3 separate regions of the Mus musculus genome follow, and regions 1 and 3 are each linked to region 2. Evidence: chromatin contacts called from public HiChIP or PLAC-seq data. All regions are on one chromosome and are shown on one strand. The core of a region is the stretch at or near the end of the contact, and the rest is flanking DNA. Distances in the headings are between cores, read along the strand shown. Region 1 has its middle 92 kb from the start of Gm38917. Region 2 overlaps Plekha5 (pleckstrin homology domain containing, family A member 5). Region 3 overlaps Plekha5 (pleckstrin homology domain containing, family A member 5).

Region 1 (4,542 bases), core at 1,450-3,949, 250 kb after region 2:
GGTACACATAGGCAGTGTCGCCTGGTGAGTGTGCTATTTATTGCCAAGGAGTACCATCCATGTAGCAAAATTCTCTCCTAATTAATTGATTGGATAATAAAGATGACAAGAAGCCAATCACTGGGCAAGGAGGAGGCGGGTCTTCTGGGTCTGAGAAAGGAAGAGGGAACACAGGAGGAGGGTATTTCCTTTTGGACATTGAGGGGAGGGAAAGCAGATATGGTGGTGGAATCCACCAGAATCCGTCACCAGATTTCTAACATGGGATAGTTAATGAGTTTAGGATGCTAGACACTGCTCCCAATGGTTGTGTTATCTGTTGATTCTAAACTAGATTGTCTGGTGTTTTCCATTTCTCAGCGACTCAACTGAACTCCAGGGGAAAGGTAACAGCGGAGCCTGGGTTGGTGAAAGTGCACCCCAGCTAGCCACGGAAATTTGGGAGTGCTGAGCGGTTTGACAGCAGCTAGCCACAGGGGTTGGATGACTGGGAATACTGCTGCAAGCGAACCGAAGGAAGTTGGGCAAAGGAAGTTGGGCGGACCACCGCTTAGGGATAGCCATGGGGGTGGGGAGACCATTGCGGCCAGTGAGTAGCCAGCGATATTGTGGGCTGATTTTTAATAACTACAGGCAACACATTCAGGCGTTTGGAGCTGTACTGGAACTGTGGAAGCCTCCTGCTTTGAGTAATAAACAGTTACTAGGTTCTCAGCCACCCAGCATGCAACAGCCATTATTGAATACCTCCCCATCTCCTATTGTGTGAACCATCCACTAAGCCCCCTTGTCTACACACCATTCTATTGACTTTGCTCCTCTAGAGAACCCTACTTAACCCATCGAGTACTGACATCTCACTTCTATCCATTTTGAACTTGCTCTGTCTGCTGTGGCTTAGCACTACTAGCCAAGGACCCAGAGGCACTCAGATTGCCAGAGACCCCAGTGTGCCACTTATGACATGGTTCTGTCATGCAGTGATGTGTGAGATATACCCACATGCCCTATGAGGGAAGCAGAGCCTACCGGACTCTATCAAAAATACTGCTCAAATTGGGAGCTGAACTAAATCAGGCAAGAACTTGTGCTGGTTTTATTCTGATGCTTTCAGCTCTCGAGTGACTCTCTGCTTACCTTTTGGGGAAAATCAGTAATTACCAATCCAATGCTCTCTATATACCAGGTATCCCACATACCTTGCACAAAAATGAGACGAAAATTATGCCAGTTTCCTTTAGATTATAGGAGCACAGCTAATAAAGACTCTCAGGCAGAATTTTTTATATTAATTGAAATATTTGGAAATACAGAAGGCCTGTTTGTCATCTTTTGCTCTGAGAGACAGCCAGTTCAGAGTTTGCAGAGAGCTGTCATCATTAGCTTAATAGTCAACTTGATGCAGCCTGAAGCCACCTGAGAAGGGAATCGCAGACTGGCCCATAGGCATATGTGTAGGGGATTGTCTTGGTTGTTAATTGATGAACGAGGGCAGGCTGTGCCATTAAGTTTCCTGAGCAGCTGGCCCTAGCTGTATAGGAAAGCTAGCATGAGCCAGTGTGGGAGCAGGCAAGCAGCATCACACCATGATTTCTGGTTCAGTTTCTGTCCTGACTTCCCTCAATGATGGACTATGATTTGGAAGCTGCTATTTAGGAAGGGGACAGATTGCACCCATAGGGAGAAGCAGGCACTTGCAAGTGGACATGAGGGACTAGACACTGGAAACCAGGTGTGGGCGGGACAGCTGGAGCCCAGGTCTTGGGATCTTGACAAGTTAAAACCATAGTGTGGGGTACCACAGATGACTCCACATGCAGCAGCTTGCAAGAAGGCGTGGTTTAGACACTTGTTCTTGGTTAGATGCTTTGTGACAACAGAAATCAGACTGGGCCAGGAGCCCAGTGAATTTATTAGAGGAAAAGCATGAAAATTTCCCAGAAGACTTGGGCCTCTTGGCATTAAGGGTAGGTTAGACTTTAAGAGTTTACATGGAATACTTTGTTAATGGGAGTATTTGGATACAAATTACTTTCCCTGGAAAGACACTTGGCTATATGATAATCCTGCGATGATGCAGTGTGAGCTTTTTATACCTTTATAACTTAGTGTTTGTGGTCAATAACTGATTTGGAACTTGGGTGTGGAAAGATAAGGTAACTCCCTTATTGATGAGCAGTTGAGATTTGAGTTCAAAGGCTATGCTTCTAATGGCTGAGCATTGCGACTGGTTCTTCATCACATCCTGTAGAAAGCTGTAACATCAGAAGGTTCACCCTGTTGAGGAAGGGAGCAGTTTGCACCCTTAGGCAGAAGCAAAGGCTGTGTGTAGGCACGAAGGAGTGGAGTCTGGAAACCAGATGTGGGGTGGCCCATTCTCAGCCTGGACCTCAGGGACTGTGATGAGTGGGAGCCATAGGGTGGGGTACCATAGATGACTCCAGATGCCGCAGCCAGTGATCGAGTATGGCTGAAGCAGAAAATAGGTTGTCATGGAAACAGGCAAACCCAAAGGCCAGAACTTGGGAGTCCAAACCAGGTCAGACTGAGATGGTATCTGAGGCCACAGCTGGAGCAAAGGGGACACACACAGGACCCTGGCAGACAGATTTCCTGACTGCCTGGCTGCTGCAGCTCAGCTGCTTCTCGTTCCTGCTGGCTGCACACTGGCGCCTGCTGCCCCTGGAGAGCCTTATGGTCTTTCTCTCTCTACTGGCAAGGAAACCCGCCTCTTCAGAGCTCCGCATTACCTCAGTTGCTGGCTCCGGCTTCCTGGAATCTGTGAGAAGCTCCTGGAAGGACCGTTCAGGCTTCAAGCAAATTTAACTATGGTCCCTTTCTCCCCCTGTGTGGGACTAAGCCTGGTTGAGAGTCAACATTTTTCTCCGGGGTGTCAGCCCTTGAGTAGTTAGTCACAGAGACTGGCTCAGAATCTAGAGACTTAAGGAACAAATGTTTGGCAGGAGGGGGAGGGGAGGTGGGGTGGTGGTGGGTGGACAGATAGTCTGCATTTGAAAAACATCCCCAAGTGCTGCCACAATGCAAAGACTACTCTTAGCTTCCCATTGAGTCTCATTTAAATCTTGCTGGTCCTCCCTGCTGACTGGTCCTTAGACAGCTGGGAGGGGGGCCTTCCTGTAGTGCTGGCCCCAGAGGGAGCTTTCATCCCTGGACCTCTCAACTCTAGTCTTGTACATTTTGAAATTATAATTTGTGAATGGTTTTTTGAGATCATAATGTAATTGCATCATTTATCCACTTCCCTTTCCTCTTCCAGCCCCGCCCACAAACCCTCCCTGTTCACCTCAAATTTATGACCTATTTACTTTAATTGTTGTTGCATAAATATGTATTCCTAAATATATAAATACAACCTGCTCAGTCTACATAATGTTGCCTCTCTGTCGGTTTCAGGGCTGGCCATTGGGTGTTGGGTACCCAGTTGATGCGCTCACCCCTGAGGACGACGGCGTCTCCCACCCGTGGCATTTCTTAATTTCCTGTAGTTCTTTGTGTCGGGCCAAGGTCTCATGAATTTTCTCCTTTCCCGGTTACCGCGTCTGTAGGTGTTGCCCTTGCTTACGTCACACGTAGGCAGCCATTTCTGTGAGATTGCATATGCGTAGCTTCTCTGACTTTTTTTCAGAGACACAGTCTCACGGTAAACTCTCTGCTTCTCTGGCTCTTAAATATTCCTCCGGCCTCTTCCACATGGATCCCTCAGTCTTACGCTGTAGATGTAGTTAGACCTCTGCTCGCCTCCTATTCTCCAGTGCCCTGGCTTTGCCAGACCTCCAGACTCTCTGATGAACCTCACTTTCTTTCCTTTTGATCAAAAATGTTTCTTTGGTTAATTTCTCATAATCCTCCTATAGCCAGCTTTGGCACGGTCTGTACAAATGAGCCACCCTAAAGTTCTCTGGACGGCATAATTTATTCATAAGGTATTTGGACCTTCTGATTCCAGGGATATTTTTGTATAACATCATTTTATTTAACTTCCCTCTTAAGGCAGTGAGATGGCTCAATGGTTAAAGGTTCTTGTCTCCGAAATCTGGTGACATGAGTTGGATCTTCCAGATGCACAGGGTAAGCAGAGAGGACCAGTTTCTGCAAGTTGTACTCTGACATCTTACAGTGGTGACCACTCATACACAGACTCAAAATAAACTTAAATAAATAAAAAAAACCTTTATGTATTAGAATTAAAATAGAGTCACTTAGCTGGGCACCATGGTCCAGGCAAGCCTTTATTTCTTCCACTTGGAAGTTTGAAGCAGTGGAGTTTCTATGAGTTCAAGGATAGCCTTGGTTGGCAGTGTAGGACCGCACAACCACTCCTGCAAAGAAATAGAGTCATTTCCATCAAATTCTCATAACATGGGAGGAGGGTGACTTGACAGGCAGGCCTTCATATATGCTTATGTGACAATAAGACCCTTTGCAGAGTCTCTGAGACTCCATGTGTACACGGGGGGAGTGGGGGGCAGTTCAAACAAATGCTCTAGAAAAGCTGGTTCTATGAAAACATCTCTCCATCAG
Region 2 (4,776 bases), core at 1,637-4,136:
TTTTCTTGCATTGATTCTCTGAGTTTTTCCAGTAGGGACACATATTTCTTCTGTAGCCAGAAAAATAACATTTCATATAATATATTGTTTTTTAAAATATAGATGCAAAGCAACACCTAACTTAAAGGTAGTTTTGAGAAGTGTTTCAAGTGCTTGGCTGATTCAAGTGAGCAAACTGAACTGCTCATTTACTCACGGCCCTGTCTTTGAGCTGGAACCTGGAGAGTCAATGCTAATTTGTACAGTACCCATGGCTTTACAATACTGGCATTGAATTGGTCCAGAAATACATCTGAAAGTATCACATCTTCATTACTGACGGGGATGCTATTGTGGGTCTAAGTGACCTGTATAGATTTTCAAGTGAAGAGTTTAGTAAGGAAGCACTATGCAGAGGTTAGAAACTGTAATGGCACTAACACGCAGGGACTAGAGCAGCCATCAGTGAAGAAGGCAGAAGCACACATATGGCTAGCATATAAGGTGGAAGATGTTGGGTTACTTTCAGAAAGTATTTTAATATAATGAATATATTGTTTCAACAGGAAAAGTTAGTAACAAATAGAGAAATCTTCTCTAAGTCTGAAAGCCCAGCTTGCTTCTTTCTGGAGTCACATTTAAGTAAAGGAATAAAGGATAAAATGGATGCCCAGCTGTTTGCCTCCAGGAATACAAACAGAAAAATAAGCAGAGGGCAGAGGGAGAGACAGTGAGACTAACTACTTCATTTCCAGCTGTGTTTAATCTGTCCTACAGAAACGAAACAAGCCTTCTTTTTTTTTTAAAAAAAGATGTATTTATTTATTATATGTAAGTAGACTGTAGCTGTCTTCAGACACTCCAGAAGAGGGCGTCAGATCTCCTTACGGATGGTTGTGAGCCACCATGTGGTTGCTGGGATTTGAACTCAGGACCTTTAGAAGAACAGTTGGGTGCTCTTACCCACTGAGCCACCTCAACAGCCCAACAAGCCTTCTTAATAATAGAGACTTCTACTTGCACTCAGCAAAAGTCAAAGGCACACTAGAAAATATTTAGTTTTAGTTGATGTCAAATTCAGTAATTTTTCTGGACTATGTTTTAAACTGTACTGACATCAGTTGGATCACGTAGGGAAGGGGCTTAATAACTCACAATACAATTTCAAAGACAGAAATGTCTGATTACAAGTGACTAGAATGCAAGTATATGTATGAAGGATGAACAAGTTAAAACCTGCCCCACTTTGCTATAGTAAACATCAATAGACAACAAGTTGGGGTATCTGCAGGTCAGCCTCTGTCACTGTATTACTCAGGCAAACTGTCCTGTTCTCTGCCTTCTAAAGATGACACGTGATGTCTACTGTGGGCACAGGTAGCAGGAAGGCTGGGATACGGTCAGAGGGAGATGAGCTCCGCAAGGCTTCCTCCAGCGAACAGCACTTTCCCATAGAGCTAACGTGGCTTCTACTTCCTCCCTTTATAAAGTGAGAAGCCCAGAACTTGAAAGCAAGCAAGGAAGGAACATCCACACAGTGTGCGGATGCAGCCGGTCAATGTCCTACGCCATCAGGATAATATGGCCTCCTTTGCCAGATTATTGTAGGACCCACATTAATTTTATATTTTTTTTTCAAAATTCATTATAAATCAAGGTTTATGACAATGGATGTATCAGGGGACATGATAGGAGTTTTCAGAAACCTTTTCATAATGAGTGTGACACAGGTAATGTAAAGTAAGCGCCATTCAGCTCTGTATGGCTGTGCGGAGCTACTGAATCAGGAGTTTACCTTACCTACAGTCTTGCTCTCCGGGGTCTCCACTACTCGAGGACAACTAAAACACTAACTGAGCAATTCACACTGGGAGGCTGAGAAGCTCAGAAGGTGAAGTGCTGGCTGCAGAGCAGGAGGCCTGAATGAGACAAAAACTTGAAGGAAAGTGGCTTCCAATTTTTTGCCCTCAAAATCTCAAACAAAAACTGGTCTATATTCATTCACCCAGAGACAGAATAAAGTCGGGGTCAGGAATAATTATGAATTCCTGTACCGATCAGAGGCACGAATGCTAGCCTAGGCAACATAGCAAGTACCAGGCCAGCCTGCAGTCTTAGCATGCAATATGTATTTCCCTCAGTGTATAGCACCCAACGAAGCAAACAGGTAGTTCAAATTCCACTAGGCATTATGAGGTTCCAAGACTCTAGACCGTGAGGATTTCACCTTTGCAGCCCCTGTGCTTGGCAGGTTATTCGACATAGTATATTCACTTAACTTCAGCTTTTCCAAGTCAAGTAAAAACGAAGTTTATTTAAACTTTAAAAAACTTTTTTTTTTTGTAGCTGAAAATTCACTGGGAGAAGGTTTTGTGTTTCTGGGCCACCTGAAAGGGCGAGAGCTAGCATGTCAGGCTGTCACTGTATATCCCAGGATGACAACATCGGGGCTCACATGTGAATAAATGAATGCATGCATAGTTTTCATGCTCCACACAGAGAGAAACAAAAGCCAGCGAGCACTGCACTTCACCCTAAGAGCTCACATCACAGACATGTACAACAAAGCTACTGTAAAGCCATGTGGGAAGCCATGCTTTAGACCTTAGGTATAAGCAGCCGCGTGCACTGGGGCAGTGTTGTTTTAGATCCCAGAAACACCTGCGCTCGCTCCTGCCGTGCCTCTTCTGACAACAAAGCACTGGCCTTCGCAGTGCTTTCTGGGAAGGCCCGGACACAGCCTCACTAGGATTGTGTGCTTTTGCTCTTGCCTGAGAGACAGACCATATAAATCAGTGTCTAAAGCAAGAGGTCAGTCTTTCATGCTTTCTATAAAGCTGCTTAGCTCTTTCTCCCTCTGCTTCACAGACACTCAACAGTCTCACCCCACACTGTGTGCCCAACAGGAGCCCCAGAGGGGCAAAGCAGGACCGGCTTTAGCAGCAGCCCTTCCCGCTGCTCCCAGCAGGGGCTCTCACTAAAGAGGGCACTTAGGCTCATGATTCAGGAGAACCTAGTATCAGGCTTGCTTCCTTTCCTGTCACACCAGGTTTCACTCCTCTGCAGCCCCTTTATCAGGTAAAACAGCTACTTTACTAATACTCCAATTTACTTACCACAGAGCTGAGACCTTCCTAATCGACACCAAAGTTTGGATAAAAATGAAGAATTCCTGTGGCATTTGTTAAGAGACTTTAATTATGTACAGGTGTGTATCTGCATGTGGGTATGCGTACATGAGACCAGAAGCACTGGGTCCACTGAGGCTGGAGTTAAGACAGTTAGGAGCTCCCTGACACGGGTGCTGGGAACTCAACGGATCCTCTGAACGAGTAGCAAGTACTCTTAATGCCTGAGCAATCTCTCCATCCTCCTCCCAAGATGTCTCTTATTTAAAGCTGGGCTGCTGGGCTGCTGGTGTGCGTCAGTGGTAAAGAGGCCAGCTTAGCATGTCAAGGCCCCACAAGACTGACCAAAAAACATACCACGAAGACAGTGTGTCTGTGTGTGGGACCACGAGAAGAGCCCAGCTCCACAGCATGAGGACCAGGTAATGGGGCAGCCTGTATCCCAGCCTGCGAGGTCAAGGCAAGAGGGAGGGAATCTAATGTAGCCTACACTGTGCAGCAAGTACGGGGCCAGCAGGACCAGGTGAAACCGTTTCCCCCAACACAAAACAACACAGAACAAAACAACAAAAAGAATGAAATCCTGACGGGTCAAACTAGGTAAGACTGGGTGAAATAAGCCAGGCACCAAAGAACATTGTGCCAATCACCTGAGAGCTAAAAACATCAATGTCAGAAAACAATGGTTACCACAGGGTAGGAAAAGGAGGGAGGGGTAAGGAGAGGGTGGGTGAGTGGGTACAGCACACAGTAAAGTGCCCAGCGCTCTTCTGCACAATAGGTGACTGCAATTCATAACAACTCTTTTGTGTACTTCAAAATAGCTACAAGAGGACGCTGAGTGTTCCTAACACCGAGAAACAATAAATACAGGAGGAGATGTGTATGCTAATTACTGATTTGACTATTAAATACTTCTTACAATAGCACATCACACCTGTAAATACATACACTTACATGTTTTTATAAAGAGCTGGAAAAAACAGTTAAGTACCAAATAACACAAAACTGGACTATTAAAGTCAGATGGAGTAGCAGGGGCAGTGGCAGCACTGGGGGCAGAGGCTCTCTGCTGCTGACACAACGCGGAGCACACTCCGATGAGCACTCTACACTTAGCACAGGTCTGTACTAAAATGCACCAAACAAGGCTTTCTAAAACATGACAGAACTGTACGGAGAAGACAGGTCACCCCAACAGCCACGCACTAAGCTCATGTGCAAGGTCAAATCCAATACACTGCATCCAGAGTAATAAGGAAATACATGTTCACCAATTCTGCTGTGCAAGGAATCACCAGAAGGGGGCAGTGTGTGTGAGTGTATGTACAGAACTTCTTATACCTTCTGTTCAAACTTTGCTAAAATCTAACCCTAACATATAAAGGTTTTCTTTTAATTTTTATTATTTGTTTATGTGTATGCACCCAAGGAAATAGAGAGGTGTCAGCTCCCTGAAGGTGGAGTTTCAGACAGTTCAATTCCCAGACCTGATGTGGGTACTGGGAATTGAACTTGGGTCCTCAGCAGAAACAGTTTCCTCCAGCTGGAAGCTTGTTAATTTTCAAAAGGGTACCACATGGGCTGGGCGTGGGGGTGCACACCTTTACTCCCAGCACTCAGGAGGCAGTGACAGGCATATTTCTACAAGTTCCAGGACAGCCTGGTC
Region 3 (4,521 bases), core at 1,806-4,305, 130 kb before region 2:
AGGATTTTTCTCTGTGTAACTGCCCTGGCTGTCCTGGAACTCACAGAGATCCCCCTGCCTCTGCCTCCTGAGTGCTGGGATTGAAGGCATGTGCCCCACTGATCAACAAGAACAACTTTCTAAATCCACAGCAAGCATGATTTCAGTTAGCTTACTTTACTTAAGGATTTAAACTCTGGCCTGGAGAGATGGCTCAGAGGTTAAGAACACTGACTGTTCTTCCAGAGGTCCTGAGTTCAAATCCCAGCAACTACATGGTGGCTCACAACCATCTGTAATGAGATCTGATGCCCTCTTCTGGTGTGTCTGAAGACAGCTACAGTTTACTTATACACAATAAATAAATAAATTTAAAAAAATAATTGAAATTCGATGTTTTTATTTTATGAGCATGTGCATGCACACGTGCCAAGTGCTCATGTAGATAGAAGGCAGAGGACAGCTTGTACTAGTGGGCTCTGTCCTTCCACCTTGTGGGTCTCAGGGATCAAACCCAGGTCTCCAGTATTGCAGCCAATGTCCTTACCCACTGAGCTGTCCCACCAGGCCAGCCTGGTTCTACTTATTTTAGATGAAGTCTTCTCCGCTCTATCCCTACCCATTGCCTGCTTTCAGAAATGGAGTTAATCTTCCCTGCCAGTAACTGAGGCTGGCCTCAGACACAAGGCAACCCCCTGGCCTCAACCTCCCTAGTGCTAGGACTGTGGTGTTAGCTATCATATGTGGTGAAGCCTTCCGTTTCTTTTCTTTTTTGGGGGCGGGGGGGGGGGGGGGAGGGGCAAGGTTTCTCTGTGTAGCCCTGGCTGCCTGGAACTTGCATTGTACACTAGGCTGGCCTCAAACTCAGGGATCTGCCTGCCTCTGCCTCCAGAGTGCAAGGATTTAAGGTCTATACTACCACCAACATCTGGCTCTAAATACTAAAATTAAAAGATGGTATTTCAGGCTGGAAAGATGGCTGACTGATTCTCAGCTGGAGGCGCACAACGGCCTTTAACAGTTCCAGGGGCTCTGCTGCCTTCTGGCCTCCACAGGCACAAGTCACACAGATGAACATGGAGGCAGAACACCAGCACACATAAAGTTTTTTTAAAAATCTTAATAATAAGAAAAGAAAGGATATGTGGAAACAGGTTTCCTCACGCATTATTGGCATACACAGTAATCTTTTATGAGACCAATCTGGCCGTAGTCTTTAGAATGGAGTACATACTAACTCTTTACACTGTGGGACCTGGTGGAACGATGCCTGTTACAGAGTGACTCACAGACAGTAACAGAGAGAGCTGCAGATACAGCACACATTCACCGACATGAAGCACAGTTAGTCCCTGCAGTTAATCTCTCTTAGGCAGCTACTACTACATTTGGGGCGGGGAAAGCCAACAAGATCAGTTACCATGGTAATGGTAGCAGGAACTGCACTCATTGGTTAGAACCAAGAAAAGACAAGAAGGTGATGTTGACATATGTTGATATGCCACATACATGAATGAAACTTTCAAAATATAAATAAAAGATTTATTAAAAGGTAGCCGGGAAGCAGAGCTGGAGAGATGGCTCAGAGGTTAAGAGCACCGGTTGCTTTTCCAGAGGTCCTGAGTTCAATTCCTAGCAACCACATGGTGGCTCACAGCCATCTGTAATGAGATCTGATGCCCTCTTCTGGCCTGCAGATGTATATGCAGCAGAGCACTCACATTAAATAAATAAAAAATTTTAAAAGTGGGGGGAGCAAATTGAGAAAAAGGGGTGTAGGATCACTTCCGTTTTTGTCCCCACACTAGGAAGACTCAGAAGGGGAGAGTCGCTGAAGTCCCTTCAGCTTCACTCACTCAGGTCAGGGTTTGTGTGGCGGTGGCTGCCAGAATTGCTGCTTTTGGTTTATTAAGTTATGTACCATTCAGTGGCTCAGAGGGCTGGTTTCTGGTGATAGACTCTATTGAGGTGCAAATGTAACGCCATCTTTCCATTTAGACACCGCTGTGCAGAGCTGACCCACCTGTTTCTGAAGAGCCTCTTTGCTGTTTGTGTTTGCTCAACCCCTCCATGACATCTTGAATTCTCCAGAGCTCCTTTTGAATCTGTGCCCGTTGAATTCCTGCCGACTCACTCTATCAGCAAAGACGACAGATCACTGTAGTGCTTGCGTGGGGCAGGCCCGTGGACTCATGCATTTGAACCCTGGGTGTCTGCTGGCGGGGCCTTGATAAAGGCAGTCCACACTGGGTGGGAGCGTTGATGCTTTACAGCTGGGCCCGTCCTCGTTCTCTCCCTCCCGAGCTCTGGCCAGCCTCCAGGCCTTCCTGCCGTGATGGAACCAAGGCAGAGGGCCAGAAGAAACCCTTTCTCCACTAAGTTGCTTTTTGTTAGGGTTTTCTATGACAGCAACAGGAAAATAACTAACTCAATAACAACTTACGAAAACCGTCAACCTTATAAGTTCTACTAGTCATAAATAAACAATTAGAGCGGCCGAGGGCTAAGTCCCAGGGTATTTAGCGTAACACACACGAGGCAAACAGTAAAGCTGTGCCAGGCGTGGTAGTGCACACCTTTAATCCCAGCACTCAGGAGGCAGAGGTAGGCTGATTTCTGAGTTCAAGGCCAGCCTGGTCTACAAAGTGAGCTCCAGGACAGCCAGGGCTATACAGAGAAACCCTGTCTCAAAAAACAAAACAAAAAATCCCAAAAAACCCCCAAACAAACAAACAAACAAAAACCAGTAAAGCTGTGCATGTCCATCACGGCAGGAAGGCCTGGAGGCTGGCCCGAGCTCGGGAGAAGAGAAGGAAAGCCAAGGAGTTCTCCATGGGCTACCTCGGCTACAGATCACTTTCTCTGGTTTCACATACAGCCAAGCCAACGGTGGGCTGCAGATCAGTGGCAGGAAGTCATTTGTCCTGCATGCACAAGGCTCTCGCACAGCAGCAGCGCTGGATTTAAGAAAGAGTCACTACCGTGTAACTGCTGCTCAGTTACAGCTGCTGCTGCAGGCGTGGGCGTGCGCAGCCCAGGAGCAGAGCTGAGGACACTTATGCCCCATCACCTCCTCCCAACCTTCCTGTACAGGGAGGGAAGGCACTGTATTACTTGTGGTTTCATGGTTCACTGACAGGCATGGGACATGTTCTGAGGATCAGGGCTCCTGCACTACTTCCTAAATTCTAAAACATAAAAAACAATCCCCCATAATCAGCTTCCAAACGCTGACACCATTGCATACACTAGCAAGATTTTATCGAAAGGACCCAGATGTAGCTGTCTCTTGTGAGACTATGCCGGGGCCTAGCAAACACAGAAGTGGATGCTCACAGTCAGCTATTGGATGGGTCACAGGGCCCTCAATGGAGGAGCTAGAGAAAGTAACCAAGGAGCTAAAGGGATCTGCAACCCTATAGGTGGAACAACATTATGAACTAACCAGTACCTCGGAGCTCTTGACTCTAGCTGCATATGTATCAAAAGATGGCCTAGTCGGCCATCACTGCAAAGAGAGGCCCATTGGACTTGCAAACTTTATATGCCCCAGTACAGGGGAACGCCAGGGCCAAGGAGTGGGAGTGGGTGGGTGGGGGAGTGGGGGGGGGAGTGTGTTGGGGACTTTTTGGATAGCATTGGAAATGTAAATGAGGAAAATACCTAATAAAAACAATTAATTCTAAAAAAAACAAAACAAAAAAAAAAAAACAAACAATCCCCACTTGATTGACGGAAGTAAGTAAGTGTGTTTCCAATACAAACATTTCATCCCAGCCACTTTTACTCTATTCTGGTACATTCACTTTCTTCTTCTTCTTCTTCTTCTTTTTTTTTTTTTTTTTGGTTTTTCAAGACAGGGTTTCTCTGTGTAGCCCTGGCTGTCCTGGAACTCACTTTGTAGACCAGGCTGGTCTCGAACTCAGAAATCCTCTTGCCTCTGCCTCCCAAGTGCTGGGATTAAAGGTGTGCGCCACCACTACCTGGCCTACATTCTGTATCATGCTTTCTTATTTAAACATTTTGTATCATGCTTTAAGTTAAAACCACACAGTTTCAAGACTCTGTTATACTTATATGACCCTTGCAGGGAAATCCATTTGTCTTGGGGCTGGAATGATAGCTTAGCACTTAAGAGAGCTTGCTGTCCTTCCAAAAACCACACGTTAGTAGCTCACAACCACCTGTTACACAAAGTCCAGGGTCCATGACCTCTGAGGTATCCACACATGTGGCACACACTGTCCACATACAATGTCCTGTTGCTGTGAGAGAGGGAACACCATGGCCACAGCCAAACTCTTCCTATCTTATTTTTTTCTGAGACAGGGTTTCTCTGTGTAACTCCGGCTGACCCCAAACCCAAAACTCACAGAGATCCACCTACCTCTGCCTCCTGAGCGCTGGGTGGTGAGAACCAATGCTGCCTGGTGGCTTGCTTTGGGGGGCAAACTCTTCTAAAAAGAAAGTACTTGACTGGGGACTTGCTTACAGTTTCCGATGGTTAGTCCCTGACTATCATGGCTGGATACAGACAGGCAC

Evidence for each region. HiChIP or PLAC-seq counts read pairs in DNA pulled down with a chosen protein or histone mark.
Region 1: a contact with region 2 is called in an H3K4me3 HiChIP or PLAC-seq map of embryonic stem cells, with 3 times the contacts expected there. The contact joins two enhancer-like sites. A contact is called at or near these places in 2 of 484 Hi-C or Micro-C datasets (both in liver), 9 of 115 datasets of contacts at active chromatin or transcription factors (all in embryonic stem cells) and 2 of 9 other capture datasets (adipose tissue and embryonic stem cells).
Region 3: an H3K27ac HiChIP or PLAC-seq map of embryonic stem cells shows a contact between it and region 2, with 5 read pairs. The contact joins two enhancer-like sites. A contact is called at or near these places in 1 of 115 datasets of contacts at active chromatin or transcription factors (embryonic stem cells) and 3 of 9 other capture datasets (adipose tissue, liver and pancreatic islet).

Annotation. Positions count from the first base shown.
Region 1 is chr6:140,191,753-140,196,294 of GRCm38.p6, reverse strand. No RefSeq gene overlaps it. Among named protein-coding and RNA genes, the nearest start is that of Gm38917, 92 kb to the left of the region's middle. Within about 2 kb of position 2,699, at least 45 of the 459 cell types and tissues checked have an H3K27ac peak or open chromatin away from gene starts, as enhancers often do. A contact at or near this core is called in embryonic stem cells, where this site is marked.
Region 2 is chr6:140,443,166-140,447,941 of GRCm38.p6, reverse strand. The region is part of intron 3 of Plekha5 (pleckstrin homology domain containing, family A member 5); the gene reads right to left. Among named protein-coding and RNA genes, the nearest start is that of Plekha5, 21 kb to the right of the region's middle. Within about 2 kb of position 2,886, at least 41 of the 459 cell types and tissues checked have an H3K27ac peak or open chromatin away from gene starts, as enhancers often do. A contact at or near this core is called in embryonic stem cells, where this site is marked.
Region 3 is chr6:140,574,820-140,579,340 of GRCm38.p6, reverse strand. Plekha5 (pleckstrin homology domain containing, family A member 5) reads right to left here. Exons shown (of 31, transcript NM_144920.3): 22 at 2,003-2,114. Among named protein-coding and RNA genes, the nearest start is that of Aebp2, 46 kb to the left of the region's middle. Within about 2 kb of position 3,055, at least 32 of the 459 cell types and tissues checked have an H3K27ac peak or open chromatin away from gene starts, as enhancers often do. A contact at or near this core is called in embryonic stem cells, where this site is marked.